Linked DNA regions of Zea mays: region 1 is linked to region 2. Evidence: chromatin contacts called from public Hi-C data. All regions are on one chromosome and are shown on one strand. Each heading gives the region's core, a stretch centred on a gene start, on an enhancer-like site or on the middle of the called end of the contact. The rest is flanking DNA. Distances are from core to core; before and after follow the strand shown. Region 1 holds the start of LOC103627501 (ethylene-responsive transcription factor ERF038). Region 2 holds the start of LOC100191604.

Region 1 (2,796 bases), core at 216-2,715, 290 kb before region 2:
GAAATTTTCTCAACAATATCATTGCATGAAACGCTGAAGATGTTGTTAAAAACACTAGGTATTAGACTTAACATGAAACGCTGAAGATGTAGTTAATTAACTCAACAAGATCAATGCATATAATTCATTTTCCGCATTACAATATACATACATTCAGTACGTACTGACAATAGAAGCCAAGTACTCAACCATATACAACTGTAATTTGGCCAAAGTCATTAGAAACCAATATATATAAGTGTGTGTTCATACAGGCAAGTAGGCAAGCCACTGTTTCACCGCATCCTACAACGACTTGCCATCCGGAGACCACACAGGGCACAGGAAACCATGCGTTTCTATCTCTCTAGCCTGCACAACGCACACACGAAGCAAAAAGCACGTGGCATCGGTCGTCCGTTTCAGGCAACCACCGGCAGTTGACGGCCGGTGCGTCCGAACGGAACGGCTAGTCCGGCTGCACCGGCGCGGCGGCGTCCAGCCAGCAGTGTTCGTGGGCCCACAGAAGCGGCTCGCTCAGGCTGTCGCCGCCGTCGTATTCTTCGACCGCCGCCGGAGCTGCCGCCCAGATGGGTGACCAGAGGCCGTCGCTCAGGTCCATCAGAAGGTCGGGCAAGTCGAACAGCACGCTCATCTCCTCCGCGTTGCTGGCCGCGGCGACCTCCTCCGAACTGGCGGCTGACGACGATGGCGTCTCGACCGCATGGGAGGACTCGCATTGCTCTACCTCTACGTCGGCATCGGCGGCGGCGGCAGCAGCCTTGGCTGCCGCGGCCTGGATGTCGGCGGGCGAGGTGGACGCCGGGCGAGGGAGGTCGTGCGCGAGGTGCGGGAAGTTGAGGTGCGCGCCGCGGCCCTTGATGGCAAGCGCCGCCACGTCGTGGGCGCGCGCGGCCATCTCGGCGGTCGGGAACGTGCCGAGCCAGATGCGCGACTTCTTGCGCGGCTCCCTGATCTCGGACACCCACTTGCCCCAGACGCGCATGCGCACGCCGCGGAACGTCGGGTGCCTGGTGCCGGCGCTCCCCCTCTTGCGCCGCCGGCCGCCGCAGTCGTCGTCCGCTATGGCGGCCTCGGGCGGCGCCGGCGCCACGCCGCCACCTGGAGCAGCGGACGGGGACGCGGTTCTCTTCCGTTTCACGTTCTTGTGCGGCTTGCCGGTATTGGACGGTAGCTCCTGCGCGCCATTGACGACGCACGAGCCGCCGACGGAGTCGGAGGAGGAGGAAGAAGAGGAGGAAGAGGAAGTCATGGGCGCATGGAGTAGTGCGTCAGCTTCCATGGCTCTTTCTTAGAGAGCTACGAGACAAGGCAGGGGGGCACACTGCACCCGGGGGCCGTGGAAGCGGTGCTGTGCGGAGGAGAGCGCTTCCGGTTACCGGGCATAAATAGCTCGAGCGCTCAACTCAAGCTTGTGTGCTGCTAAACGCCACCTCCACCACTACAGTAATACAGCTACGGTGTACACCCACCAGGCACCACACCAGCACCGGGTAGCGACAAAGTTGGTGAGTCTGTCATCGTATAGGCTGCAGGGTTAGTTAGCAGGTCCTTAACTGAATAGAAAAAAAAAACTGACAAATTCCATTTCTGAAGCTCTGTGTTACATTACTTGCAAGTGGTATGCAACCGTCAGGACCGTCAGTGTATAATGAAATGCGCTATGGGCCACTGGGCAGACGATTTGTGGCAGTGTGATGCTGCTGAAATTGACCAATTGTATAAACATCTGTCCAGACGATTTTATTCTGTTTGTTTAGTGCGGCACGAAGGGGTTTTAGACAGGCGATCGCACATAGAAAAGTCGCGTCTCAACCACTAGACGTTACGTGCGTGCGTGCGTGCAAGCTAGGCCGAGACTCGTATCGACTGGAGTCTGGAGAGGTGGCGGTGCAGCTGCGGCTAAAAAAGGGACACGCAAACGGCAAGGGGGAACAGCGTGCACGTGCTGCCCGAGAAAATTCACAAAGTGAAACGCGTAGCAATAGAAAAACTATCGCGTAAGGTCAGGTCAGTCCCACGTGAGGAACCCGCCTGGATTGCGTTTTTCGAGCAAGCTGCATCAAGTCTTGCACCAATCGTCGAGACGAATCAACAGTCCACCACCGCCCCGTCGTGATCCGCAAACGTCACATCTCGAGCAGCAAGATTCCCCCTTTCCACCACCCGAAAAAAAAGCAGCCGAAAAAGAACGCAGCTGTTCTAGCAGCCACCTGGCAGATCAGGCGGGGTCGATAACAGTAGCACGATATGACGATAGGGCAACCAAAATGGCGGGGGGCACATGTCAAAATAGCCAAACTATCATCAAACAGAAGAACACGGACTCCAAAACAGCCAAACCATCATCATCATCATCAAACGAAGTGCACACAGACGCCCCGTCCGGTTCCAGACGATTCCCAGATTAATAAAACACCTCCCCCCTCCCCTGCGGTTCTCTTCCAAAAGACAGCGGCAGGCAGAAACGACCTTTTGAGCCAGCACCCCAGGGTGCATCACAAATCATCACTACCAGCAAGCTCAATGTTTCTTACACATCAAAAATAGTAGCACACCATGAACATGATACCTTTTTCACGGGTACAACAAAATAACATGGAGCAGAGCTTAACTAACACCAATCACGCATTGCAGTTCAAACAAGGAACATGCCATTCCGGGCTCTCATTTTTTCCCTGACACTAGGATGGAACTAACAGTTTAAAGTTTATAAAACGATTATATTTTTGCCAAAAAGAATCGAGATGATCAGATGGATAAAAAATCCTGCTGAAACTTTTGGAGAACAGTTCC
Region 2 (2,700 bases), core at 34-2,533:
TCTAGTTTTTACCAACACGTACCGTCTGCGAAAAAGCTCATCGGGGTACACAGACTGATCAACAAAGTAGTCATTGTATAATCTAATGTGACCCATTTGTCGATCACGATAGACCACGTGGTGCCCGAACACAGAACCTACTCTTCTTTTCTTCGTGCCCAATCTTCTACTCACTATGGCAGCAACTTCTTCTTCCTCGCTAGAACTTCCATGATCAGAGAGTCTAAGGAAATCGTGCACCATATAATTTGCCATAGTCTCAATGGATGAAAACTGAACTTGGCGCTTCAAACAATCGTCACGCACCGCCCATCCATTCAGCTTTGCAACTTCTTAAACAGAGAGACCAGATCAGTTCACCAGCTCATCATCTTCAACCTATTCTCGACCAACCTAAATCAATCATTCAATTCCAAATCCATTGACGACACACTAGGGAGTCAAAGCATCAAAATAGAATAGATCGAAGAAAGACCCATGTGAAAGAGATGATGATACCCATCAAATTGAAGATCACATTAGGTTGATTAGGAATGTGACACATGGATTATTACCTCTGCTGAACTGCTTTTGGAAGCAACTGTCGGCAACACAAAGGCTTGGTGGCGCAGTGACGCACGGCACGGCGGTGTAGGGTGCTGGGACTCGGTGGTGCAGCGGGTATGTTGCGACTGCAGGTGCCAGCGCAGGGTGGCGGCGACAACCGCCCTCCCTACAAACGCGCGAAGCAAACTATCCTCGGCGGATTGGTTTTACAGTTGGAGGCATCGTATATGGATTTTTGGGCTTTAGACTCAAACGACTGTTTGCATCTTCTAATTTGGGTCCTGCACTTGGAGATGGTCTAAAGACTAGTACCTAAGAGACCCACATTAAATTGAGTTGTAAATGTTCTAGGTGTTTGTCAGTTTGTTGTTGGTGTATTGTTGTAGATTGTTTTTATTTACCAGTTTAACATGTCGGTTTTTCTCTTAAAAACATTTCTTTTCACTTTTTCAGTAACCCCTTTGCGTGACCAGTCATGTAATGCCACGGTCATCTCATCAAACCTCCAGCGGGTCGGTGGTTGGCCGGGTCGGTGGTTGGACGCACAGGCCTTCCCTTCCTAGAGACCAGACCAAACGAGCTGACAGATGGCCTCCCCTTGGACCTTGGCCTGCCGCGAGCCCCACCTGTCAGCTGTCAACCTCCAACCAGAGCCCACAGCCCCACACCACAGCAATCCCAATCCGCTCTCCCCAAACGGCCGTTTCCTCCTCCCGTTGTCAGCTTCGTTTCGCCTCCGGAGTCTGGCATCCGCGTCGCGAGTCGCCAAACCAAACCCACCGCCCTTATAAAGACACCTTCCCCTTTCCCGTCGCCCTCCTCTGCCCTGCTCGAGCTCCCCTTCCGCGCTCCCTACCCACAAGCCTTTCCGCAGGTGCGCCGCCTCTGCGAGGTGGGGTGACTCCGTGAATGGGTGACCTGGGAGGAGGAGACTGGCGGGAGGCGGTGGCCGAGAAGGGGTTGGCGGAAGCCGACGGCGGGCCCGACCATCTGGTGATCATGGTCCACGGGATCGTCGGGAGGTTCGGCCGCTTCCTTTGTTTAGCTGATTTTCCTTCCATTTAGCGGCGTAATTGATCGAGTTCAGTTCTTAATTGCTCCGAGAAAACTTATTGCCGTACGCTTTTTTCACGCGGGGAAAATATTTTGGTTGTTTCGAGAACGTTGAGTTTTTTTTTCTGGTTAGTTCTCTGATTGCTCTGACCATCATCTGGATTAATTCCTCGCTGCGGCGCGGGGTTGCAAAAGTAGTTTCCGCCTTTCCGGGATGATCGTTGCTTCAAGTTTCCTATGTTTTTCTGAATGAATAAGGTAAACTAGTGGTTTGAAGACGCAAAATGTGCTCTTAACGAATCGGGGTGTCTCGTGCGGTGACGCCATGAGATCTGCAATGGGCAGGTTGGCAGTTCCAACTAGCCACGCTAAAGTATGCCCATTCCCATGCTGATGGATTCAGAATAACTAAATAGAGTAGTACCAAAATGAAACACGGTTTGGTAAAATTTCGGTGCATTCACATCATGTATATGCATTTGGGCTATATATTAGTGATCTTTTTATGCCTTGTTTGGTACAGGTAGCACCGTAGCAGTTTAGTTGTTTCGGCCAATGTATTGATCCTTACTCATTATTTTGTTGTACAGCACAGCAGATTGGAAGTTTGGAGCTGAGCAGTTTGGTAAACTGCTCTCAGACAAAGTTATAGTTCATTGTAAGCTCTCTCATTGTGTTCTCCAATTTTTATTGACAGTATCTCATGAGCTGTGAATTTTATATCTACCAGCGTCCATTGTATTGTACTTTTTCAAATGCCAATTGGACAACTTAGCATATCACAATTACCAATCCGTTTACTCATGCATTTGATTTCAAGTGGCGTCTGGCCTTTACACCTGAGGTGCTTGGTTGATGGCTTGATGCATTGATTTTTTTTCTCAAACATGCAGGAGAGTTGTGTCTCATTACATTAAGAGAGAGAGAGAGGGAGGGAGGGAGGCTAAAACCTTGTGGTGTCCTGTGGTGGATGGGGTATGCCTCAATGCCTAGGCGATGCCCCCAAAACCATATTGGCTAGGTGCAATTCATACAAACACCAACACTTTTAGATGAAAGTTACGATCACACCAGGGATCAAAATAAGGGAGCAACCAGAAA

The links. Hi-C and Micro-C count contacts between places; a contact is called where the count stands out from the background.
Region 1: a contact with region 2 is called in a Hi-C map of tassel, with 2.8 times the contacts expected there. The contact joins the promoter of LOC103627501 here to the promoter of LOC100191604 in region 2. A contact is called at or near these places in 3 of 25 Hi-C or Micro-C datasets (ear, leaf and tassel).

Annotation. Positions count from the first base shown.
Region 1 is chr5:196,107,441-196,110,236 of Zm-B73-REFERENCE-NAM-5.0, reverse strand. It overlaps LOC103627501 (ethylene-responsive transcription factor ERF038), which reads right to left and starts at 1,465. Exons shown (of 1, transcript XM_008647788.4): 1 at 93-1,465. The coding sequence starts at 1,282. The coding sequence ends at 449. LOC100216704 (putative dnaJ chaperone family protein) reads right to left here. Exons shown (of 8, transcript NM_001143109.1): 8 at 2,478-2,796.
Region 2 is chr5:195,817,876-195,820,575 of Zm-B73-REFERENCE-NAM-5.0, reverse strand. LOC100191604 reads left to right here and starts at 1,283. Exons shown (of 10, transcript NM_001367112.1): 1 at 1,283-1,568; 2 at 2,190-2,257. The coding sequence starts at 1,456.